Linked DNA regions of Canis lupus: region 1 is linked to region 2. Evidence: chromatin contacts called from public Hi-C data. All regions are on one chromosome and are shown on one strand. The core of a region is the stretch at or near the end of the contact, and the rest is flanking DNA. Distances in the headings are between cores, read along the strand shown. Region 1 holds the start of GPR3 (G-protein coupled receptor 3). Region 2 holds the start of IFI6 (interferon alpha-inducible protein 6).

Region 1 (4,980 bases), core at 1,674-4,173, 250 kb after region 2:
AAAACCAGAGGCTGGTGTGTTCCCCCAGCAAACCCGAGAGGGGCGGGCCTGGGGAGAAGGCTCTGGTTTCTATGATCTCTTCGATAAAAAATAAGCAAAAATAATAACAAAATACGTGGTTTCTCTTTCTCCCTTTTTCCCCCTCTAGGAACTGAGGTCAGCAATGGGGGTGTGGGAACTGGGGGTACCCTGGTATGGCCTGGATTTCAAGGTGTGGGTCTCTTTTTTCCCCTTATCACCCATAAATAAGTAAATAAATAAGTAAATAAATAAATTATAAATAGGTACTCTTTTTGTATGTGCACATATATATAGATACATTTTTCTCTCTTTCTCTTATCTAGGCAACTGAGTGACTAACCTCTCTGACTCTTTAGTTCAGAAACTCAAAAGTAAAGTGACATGATTAAGGTCAAGGGAGGGGAAGATCAGGGACTTGGAATGGCACTGTAAAACACCCACCAGCATTCTGGAATTCCAAGCCAGCTGGGCTGTGGGACATTTCTGAGTGGAACCCTGGCCACCAGAACGTTCTAGAACCATGGAGCCAGCTGGGCCCTGTAGGGATCTGGACAGAATCCTATGAAACACCCAATTTCCTAGAACTCCAGAACCAGCTGGGTCTTGGGGGTGTGGAGCTGGGAGAGTGGGGTGGGGGGGCGTTGGAACAAAGCCCTGGAGAACCTAACATTCTGGAATTCTGTAGTGATCAGGGCTGAAGGGTCACCAGGATATGACTAGACATCACTGGGGGAACGAGACCGGAAGGGGATCTTGGAAGAGGAACAACAGCAGCAGATGGCCCACAGCACTTTCTGCACATCCTGGTTGCGGAAGGCGTAGATGATGGGGTTGATCATGGAGTTATAGGTCGCAGGGAGCAGAGTGAGATAGGTGTAGAGAGATGGAGAGTGGGCATCTCCCAGCAGGCAGTAGACAGTGAAGGGCAGCCAACAGGCGGCAAAGGCGCCAAGCACCACGGCCAGCGTGGCGATGCCCTTTCGGGTGGCCACATAGTGGGAGGCGGGCAGCAGATGCCGCTGGAGGGCAATCTGCTGGGCATGGCGGCAGACGATGCGGCAGATCTGGGCATAGAGCTGCAACATGATGCCAAACACCATGAAGAAGGCAATGGCCAGGACCACCAGATGGTTCTTGGAGAGTGGATACACCACGCCACATGTGGCCCTCGCATCCAGACAGTTCCAGGCCAGCACGGGCAGCAGCCCCAGGCCCAGTGCGCCACCCCACACGAGGGCCAGCATCACATAGGTCCGAGTCACCGTTGTCTCTGAATAGTAGGTGAGGGCATTGTACAAAGAAAGGTAGCGATCGACGGTGATGGCCAGTAGGCTGCCCACGCTGGCAGTAAAGGCCATCGCCAGCACGCCAACCAGCACCAGGCTCATCTCCGCCGAGCCAATGCAGAACACAGCAGCAAAGTGCAGAACCAGGCCCAGGCCGGCCAGCAGGTCGGCCACAGCCAGGCTGCCCACCAGCAGGAACATGGGGGCACGGAAGGTGGGAGTGCCCACAATGATGGCCACCACGAGCGCATTCTCACAGGACACCAGGGTGCCCGAGATGCACAGCACCACATCCCAGGCTCTGGGTGAGGGCAGCGGTGCGCCTGGGCCTGTGGGCCCCTCTGCTGAGCCCACGCTGCTCACATTCACGTTGCCTGAGCCAGCGGAGAGCCAAGCCAGGGGGCTGCCTGCACCCCACATGGTGGTACCTGTGGGAGAAAGGCCCTGTGAGAAGCTGGCAGGGCTGGGTGCTACAAAGGGGTCTGTAGGGGACAAGGTGCCACTCAGGATACATTGTGAGAGTGTCTCCTCCGGATACCCAGCTGAGTCCCAAGGCCTTGTACCCCCCAGCCACACCCCAGGGCTGCTTCTGGGACATACCTGTCTCCCCCTGCCCCCACCCCCAGCCCCCAGTCCAGCAGGGGCCTATTTTCCTATCACTGTCCTGGGTCTCTTCAGTCTCTCTCCAACTCCCTGGGTCCTCCAGGCCTCTTTCTCCCACGTGCCTGGCCAGCTGAGAACCAGATGAAGGACTCCCGTAAGTGGATGAGGGCCCACGGGATCCAGGAGACGCCAGGTAGGCCCGGGACTGGGGAAGGGAAACGCATCTCTAGACTGAGCTCTGTTCCCTCCCCATCAGGGAGGATGACGCTCAGTTTCTGAGGCTTTCCAGACCCCTCACGATTCTCCGTTCCGCCCGCGAGGCTCCGCCCCCAGGGAAGGCGCGTGAAGGTCCCGCCAGCCCCCACCCTGCACTCCCAGGGTAACACCACCTAGGAACTCGGCCCCACCCCCAACTCACACCGGCCCAGACTTCTGTCCCCGCCAGACCCCTCTTCCTGCCTCAACCTCTGGGTCTTTGGAACAGACACCCTCTGCTGGAGGCCCGGATCCCTGAGTCAGACCCCTCCTGCCCCGACACCTGGATCCTGGGCCTGACTCGGCCTCCTGCCCGTATGTCTGGATCCCTAAGTCAGACACCTGCTCGGACGCCTGGGTCCCTGACTCACATGCCTCCTGCCAGCCCAATCGCAGAGGACCATCATTCCCTCCAGGGCCTTGGGCCTTGGAGGAGTGCGCACCCCAAGAGGGGTCACCCAGCTGACGGCTCTCAGCACCCGGACACTGGGTCCCCGCCTGCTAGCCCAGATTCTGGGTTCCCAGCCTCGACCTCCGACCTCTGCCAGCCGCTGGGAGCCTGTCCGCTGGCCCAGCACCCCAGCATCCTACGTGCCCTTCCAGATGCCTGGTGGCTGCGGCGGGGCCCGCTACTCACCTCTCAGGACCTGGTGCGGCCGGGCCGCGGGGAGATTCTGCTCGGGTCCCGGCGGCGCAGGGTTTGCGCGGACCCGGAGAAGCCCCCGCGGCCGCGGGAGAAGCGGCGTGAGTCACCCCGCCCCGCCCCGCCCCCGGCCACCGGACCGGTGACGTCAGCGGCCCGGCCGGCCAATGGGTGCGTCGCGCCGGGGCGCAGCGCGCGTTGCGCGGCATAGTAATGAGGCCTCGCACCGCCCGCTCCCCCATTCATAAAAAGCGATCGTGGCCGCGGCCCCGCCCCTCCCCACTCGGCCCGCGCTGTCCTTGACGCGGCGCCCTCTGCGGGCCGGGATTTCGGGGGGCGCAGGTGGGAGAGCCTTGGAAAAGTCCCGGGGAGGTTGTAGGGAATATGCAAGGGGAAGCAGATAGGGGACCCCGAAAGGCTGTGGGGTGATGGGACCCTCAGATGGCAGGGACGGACGGAATTCGGGTGACGGAGACCGAGTGATGAGGCTGAATGAGCGTCCTCAGTGAGGATGACGGGGGTTGCCAAGATGATGGGGCCCTGAGGTGGTGGTGACAGCAGCACGAGGGAGCAGGGAAGTGGGTGGCAGTGACAGTATGAGCATGGTGACAGGATCTTGGGGGATGGTGGCCAAGGGACGCTGCCATGCATAGAAAAGGAAGCCCCCAGGGCAACTATAGCAGTGTCAGGGTGACTGTGACATGATGGGGCTCAGGGATCCCATGGGGCAGAGACACTGCCGAGGGAAAGGGAAGGTGGAGTGTCCAGATGATAGGACCTCAGGTCACCCTGACCCTGTCACTGAGGTACTGAGGTGACAAAACAAAGTGTAAAGGATTGTAAGGTCCTAGAATGAAGATACTGGGTGACTGTTTTGAATGAGCCCCAGGGTGAGAGGGACAGGGTAGAGGGTCTGGACTGACAGTGGCCAGGCAGGTGAGCTGCTGCCAGGGCAGGTCCTCGTGATGCTGGGCCTGGGGTAAGGAGCTGGGTGACGTCACTCATGTCCGCCCAATAGCGCCCTCTCAGCACGGGAGGGGTGGGCCTGGCAAGATTTCAAAACCTGAATTATTTATTCAAAGATCTGGAAAGCCAGCAGGATAGTGGTGGTGGTGGTGGTGGAGGGGGCACTTCCCCGAAGCAGCAGGGGAGGGGGAGCCGGGAAGAACTTGGAAGCAGAAAACCTGGCAGCGCAGTCCCCAGGGCAGGCCCCTCTCAACCTCCCATCTTAGGCATCTGACAGGGTGGGGCAAGGAGAAGGAGCTCCATCTTCCCCAGCCCTGCCTGTCCTATGTAGCAGGGACATACACCACCCCAGCTGACTTTTCCAGAGGTGACAGATATGCCCAGGGGGACAGGAACTGGCTGCTTCTCTTTCCTCTGTCTCTAGCTTTGATCCTCAAAGGAATCATCCAGGTCTCTGGGATGGGGGGTGGAGGGCAGGGACCAGGTTAGGGATTAAGGAAACCAGAGGGGCTCAGATCCCAGGCCGCACTGACTTCTCCCCCCAGCACAGCACCACTGTGGTCCCCTCAGTAGGTGTGGGGAGGGGGAAGGAGGTGACAGGCCAGTGGCAGGGTACAAGGGAGGAAGAGGAGAGGGTAGGGGCTGGGGAAAATGATGTGTTTCAGGATGGAGGTGATGAAACCCTCCATTTCCTCACTGTGTGACTTCGGGTGAATTTCTTCAGCTCTTTGTGCCTGTTTTCTCATCTGTAAGATAGGGATAATGTTAGTGTCTGCCTCAGGATTGTTGGTAGGGCCTGGCACGTTATCAGCACTGGCTGTGTCTATCTGGCAGGAGGATGACACCAGGGAGGCATAGGTGTGCAGGTAGTAATTGAGTTTCTAGGGGTAGATGATATTACTCGGGAGGGAGCAGAGCATGGGAAGAAAAGCCCCAGGGAACACTGTCATCGAAGGCAGGGACTGTGGGTGAGTGTGTCCTTGCAAAGGGTCCTGGGCTTCCCTCTGCCTGGAACCCATTTCCCTTCATTCAGGCCTTTGTCCTTTTTTTTTTTTTTTAAATAATTTATCTTCTTTTTTATTTTATTTTTTTTTATGATAGTCACACACACAGAGAGAGAGAGAGAGAGAGAGAGAGAGGCACAGACACAGGCAGAGGGAGAAGCAGGCTCCATGCACCGGGAGCCCGACATGGGACTCGATCCCG
Region 2 (5,041 bases), core at 1,616-4,115:
TCTCTCTTTCTCTCTAAAATAAATAAATAAAATAAATCTTTAAAAAAATTTTTTAAAAAGCCTAAAAGATTTTATTTTTAAGTAATATCTATACCCAATATGGGGCTTGAACTTATAACCCTGGGATCAAGAGTCACATGCTCTATAGATTAAGCCAGCCAGTTGCTCCTCTCAATTTTTATATTAAAAAAAAACTCAGAGGTGATAAGCAGAAGACTGACATTAGCTGCCGCAAATGGAAAAATCACAATCTCTCATCCAGATCCTAGATCTAAGTTCACATAACCAGAACACTTGAAAACAGGAGAGGCCATGCCCCATTAAGGAACAACTCTGCAGTGAATGCTATCATCGCTACAGTAGTAAATGTCCCTCCAATCCTTCCCCAAAGGGATCTGCTGACATTTGCTTGGGTAACTGTGCATTGGAAAGAGAAGACTATTCAAGATTTTCATAGACTGTTAAAGACATGGAGTCTGAGCTGACACAGAAAGTAAGAGACACAAAATACTGACAGCTTTCTGGTTAGAGTAGGGACTAATGGAGGTCAGGTAATAGATGGAGTTTAGCCCAAATCCGGTGGATGAAATGATCCTGAATGTGGCTGGAGGCATCTGTGATGGATAAAGTTTCTGTAGGGAGCCTATGGAAGCTCAAAAAGGAGAGTTTCAGTGAGGACCCCTGAGATCTACAGCAAGGATATACTCACCATGGTCCATTTTTTTAAAAGATTTTATTTATTAATCAGAGAGAGAGAAAGAGACAGGCAGAGGAAGAAGCAGGCCCCATGGAGGGAGCCTGGTGTGGGACTCCATCCCGAGACTCCAGGATCATGCCCTGGGCCAAAGGCAGGTGCTAAACCGCTGAGCCACCCAAGGATCCCAACCATGGTCCATTTAAACAAAAAAGTCCTGATGTGAAACTAGGCCCCACTGTGACCACCAGATGCCAGGTGACTTAAATGTCTTAAGCTAGATGTTATCAGACAGGAATAGCAGCAATCCAATATGATGGAAGTGTTATATTCAGGGCTGGACCCACAGGATTCAGAAGGCAGAAGTAAATGAACAGGAAGCTCAGACTCCCATTGTATCTCTGTTGATCTGACATCACTCCTGTAACTCATACCTATGGTCTCATGAAGGATTCCCTGCAATCGATTTATAGAAAAGGAAAGGAGTCAAATCCATTTCACAGACAGGTCAGTATGATATTTTGGCACTAGCTGGAAATGGACTACTCTACTATAGCCCCAGTTGGGTAGCCTTGGGCAGTGTAAACTCAGGCGCAGAACCATGAGCAGCGTGCTCTCTTGTCTCCTTTTGCAAGAGACAAATTGAGGTGTAGACAGACACTAATTCCTAAAAGTGGCAAATGGCTTGGAAAGAGCAAGATTTGAATTTTAAAGAAAAGCATATCTGGATAGGGAGCATAGGTAGGAGTAGGCATTAGGCATGAGGATCTTTGTGTCTCATGTTAACACTCACCAGAGGGACACTCCCGGAGTTCCGGGATGGAGTCCCACATCAGGCTCCCCACAGGAAGCCTGCTTCTCCCTCTATGTCTCTGCCTCTCTCTGTGTGTGTCTCTCATAAATAAATAATTAAATAATAAACAAACAAATAAATAAATCTTAAAAAAAACAAACAAACAAAAAAAAAAAACGACTTACCAGAGACTACCTACTGCAGAGGAGTTTGTCCAGCCAGATGGTCATTTGTCCTGTATTGTGGATGTCAACCAGGCTCTAACTTAGCAACTCTATTGCTTTGTGAAAGATCCATAAAAGAATGGCCATGGTAGCAAAGATGGAGGCTATGAGGGGACACTGCAACTTGACTCCCTCTCACCAAAGTTAATCCAGCAACTGCCAATATAGCCAACCAGCGGGCAGTAGGCTTCAGTATTGCAACATAGGTCAGAGAGAACAACAGCCAGCCACTTGGTGGCAGATCAATTATGTCAGCCCCCTTCCACTTTGGAAAAGGCAATGATTCATCCTCATTGGAATTGTTATGTACTCCAAACACCGGTTGTATTTCTTACCCATAGTGTGTCTGCAAGCATTACTATCCAAAAGTTTAAAGAATACTCAATCCATTACCAGGATCAGAGGACCTGTGTGCCAACGGTGTCATGCATATAGGCTTCACTGGTCTTACCAGATGCCTATCACCCAGAAGGAGCCAGCCTGAGAACACATGGAATTGAATGAGCTTCATTTCCACAAGCTTTCATCTCCTCTGTAGAATTATAAACAATAGATGATACTTCACAGGACTGTTGTGGGACAGGAAAGACATCATGTATATAGAGTATTTTACACAGGCCCTGGTATGCAGAAAGTATTCAATAAATGGGAGGCATTATTATGAATGGAATTGTGAAAGTCCTCTGCATCCCAAGAGGAGCTGGTGGTGGGGCTTCACTAAACCCAGCAGGGCCGTGGATCCCTACTCTAGCATGGTCTGCTTGAAATACTCTGAGCTGTTCAGAAAGTCCCTGGCTTCAATTACATGTTTCTGGGGATCCCTGGGTGGCGCAGCGGTTTAGCGCCTGCCTTTGGCCCAAGGCGCAATCCTGGAGACCCGGGATTGAATCCCACGTCGGGCTCCTGGTGCATGGAGCCTGCTTCTCTCTCTCTCTCTCTCTCTCTCTCTCTCTCTCTGTGACTATCATAAATAAATAAAAATTTTTAAAAAAAGAAAAGAAAAGAAAGTCCCTGGCTTCAATTACAGGTTTCTGCCAGTGGATTAGGCAGAGATGCTGTCAGTGAGCCGGGTGGAAGGAAAGGGAAAGGGAAAAGAAAACACAGGATGAGTGTAGTAAATGAAAACTCAGACTAGGATTGGTTGGTGGCCTGGGGGAGGAGAGGAGGCAGTCCAAATGTGATTACATAAAACCAGCCTGCAGCCAGAGAGCTGCTACCTCACTGTACCTCACTGCTGTTCCCATCTAACATCAGGCTCCTGGAAGGAAGAGTCCTCTTCTCCCCTCCTCCAAGGTAATCTCAGAAGCTAGGGGAGGGGTGTCTGGGTGGCTCAGTCAGTTAAGTGTCTGACTTCAGCTCAGGTCATGATCTCAGGGTCCTGGGATCGAGCCCCCACCCTGCATCCCCGCACTGGGGGGGGGGGGGGGTCCCTGTTCAGCAGGGAATCTGCTTCTCTCTCTTCCTCTGCTCCTCCCCACCACTTATTCTCTCTGTCTGTCTGTCTCTCTCTGTGTGTCCCAAATAAATAAATAAATCTTTGAAAAAAAAAAAAAAAGGGAGCTAGGGAGAATGGATGTCAAGCTGCCAACCTTTGCCAGGGCCTCATACCTCGAGAACCAGGATACCCATTCCTCAGGGAGGGTATGCCTTGTCCCTTGTAGTGTCATGAGCTAAGACTGATCCAAGGAGATGCGTTGGGGTTTTTAGGGGCTTGTGGTATAAAACTCCAAAAGGCATGAAACTTAGTTTATAGGTGCCAACTCAGCAATCTGTGGCCTTAACCGTGGCACTTCATTTCTTTGGGCTTTAGTTTGTCATCTGTAAAATGGAGCCCAAGCTACCTTACCTGCCTATAGGACTGGACGGTTTCTGTAACCCCTTTATTTTTTTTTTATAAATTTATTTATTTATTTATTTATGATAGTCACACACAGAGAGAGAGAGAGAGGCAGAGACATAGGCAGAGGGAGAAGCAGGCTCCATGCACTGGGAGCCCGACGTGGGATTCGATCCCGGGTCTCCAGGATCCAGCCCTGGGCCAAAGGCAGGCGCCAAACCGCTGTGCCACCCAGGGATCCCTGTAACCCCTTTAATGTAGGATCTGATGTGACAGTGAATTCATCTTTGGGGATAAAGTTATCTGGAGTGGTTGTTAGAAGTGTGGGTTTGGGCATCAGTTAACTGTGGGTTTAAATCCTGACTGAGACTTCCTTGCTGGGCAATCTTAGGAATATTACTTGACCTCCCCCAGTTTCACCTTCCTTATCTATAACACATGGTTGAGAACAATGGTACATACCCCATGGAGTTGTTATAAGTAACCTTGTGCCATAAAGTGCTAAGTCCTCAATATGTGGGAGATTATTTGTTTTTAATTCAAGGAAAATGCCTTGAGCTGACAAAGATCACATCAGAGGTAAGTTTGGGGGCATATGTATTTTCCTATTCTGTGCTATAACATTAAGAGCATAAGGTGTTTTTTTGTTTTGTTTTTAAAGACTTATTTATTCATTCATGAGAGACACACACACACACAGAGAGGCAGAGACACAGGCAGAGGGAGAAGCAGGCTCCATGCAGGGAGCCCGATGTGGGACTCGATCCCGGGACTCCATCCCTCCCGGGATCACACCCTGGGCCAAAGGCAGGCGCTAAACCGCTGAGCCACCCAGGGATCCCCAAGAGCCTAAGGTTTGAATCTGACAGTGTTGAGTGTGTGTCTAGGCTGCACAATTTGCTGTGTGACTGTTGTTGCCACGCTGAAACTGAAAGCCCCCGGCTCCTTAGAAGGATCCCGGGCTCCATCCGGAGCACCTCGTTCTTGCCGAGCGCGTCCCAAAGGGCACTGGGGACCATCTCCCTCTCCCCCTTCTCTAGGCTTGTGGCCGAGCCTGCGCGCGGCGCCACCATGCGGCAGAAGGCGGTGTCGCTCTTCCTGTGCTACCTGCTACTCTTCGCCTGCGGCGGGGTGGACGCAGGTAGGGATCCGCGCACACCCGAGGGCTGCGGGATAAAGAAGCCGAGAGTTTCGGAATCCCGACAGAGGGTCTCGGGTCCCTGGTTCCAACACGGGAAGGGCTATTCTAGTGCACAGCCCCGGGTCGCTGTGGCCAGAGTCCCGGATTCGAATCCCTACACGTCCATCCCTCCATCCCACCGAAATGTGCTCTGTGCATTTACGTGCCAGGCGCGGCGCCGCGGGTGAAGCCTCTTCCCTGCAGCAAGGCTCCCCGAAATGGGAGGTTGGGGCTGGTCCTGAGCAGCAGGCACAGAGGACCCCGCTGTCCCCTCCCGATAGGCAAAAGAAAAAAAGACAAGGAATATGGCTCG

The links. A called contact is a pair of places that touch in the nucleus more often than the background predicts.
Region 1: a contact with region 2 is called in a Hi-C map of blood, with 2.9 times the contacts expected there. The contact joins the promoter of GPR3 here to the promoter of IFI6 in region 2. A contact is called at or near these places in 3 of 9 Hi-C or Micro-C datasets (amygdala and blood).

The regions. Positions count from the first base shown.
Region 1 is chr2:72,277,609-72,282,588 of UU_Cfam_GSD_1.0, forward strand. It overlaps GPR3 (G-protein coupled receptor 3), which reads right to left and starts at 2,924. Exons shown (of 2, transcript XM_038529641.1): 1 at 2,803-2,924; 2 at 1-1,735. The coding sequence starts at 1,727. The coding sequence ends at 738. LOC111093304 (a long non-coding RNA gene) reads right to left here. Exons shown (of 3, transcript XR_005355923.1): 3 at 3,090-4,520.
Region 2 is chr2:72,031,600-72,036,640 of UU_Cfam_GSD_1.0, forward strand. It overlaps IFI6 (interferon alpha-inducible protein 6), which reads left to right and starts at 2,866. Exons shown (of 5, transcript XM_038531397.1): 1 at 2,866-3,004; 2 at 4,589-4,689; 3 at 5,010-5,041. The coding sequence starts at 4,620.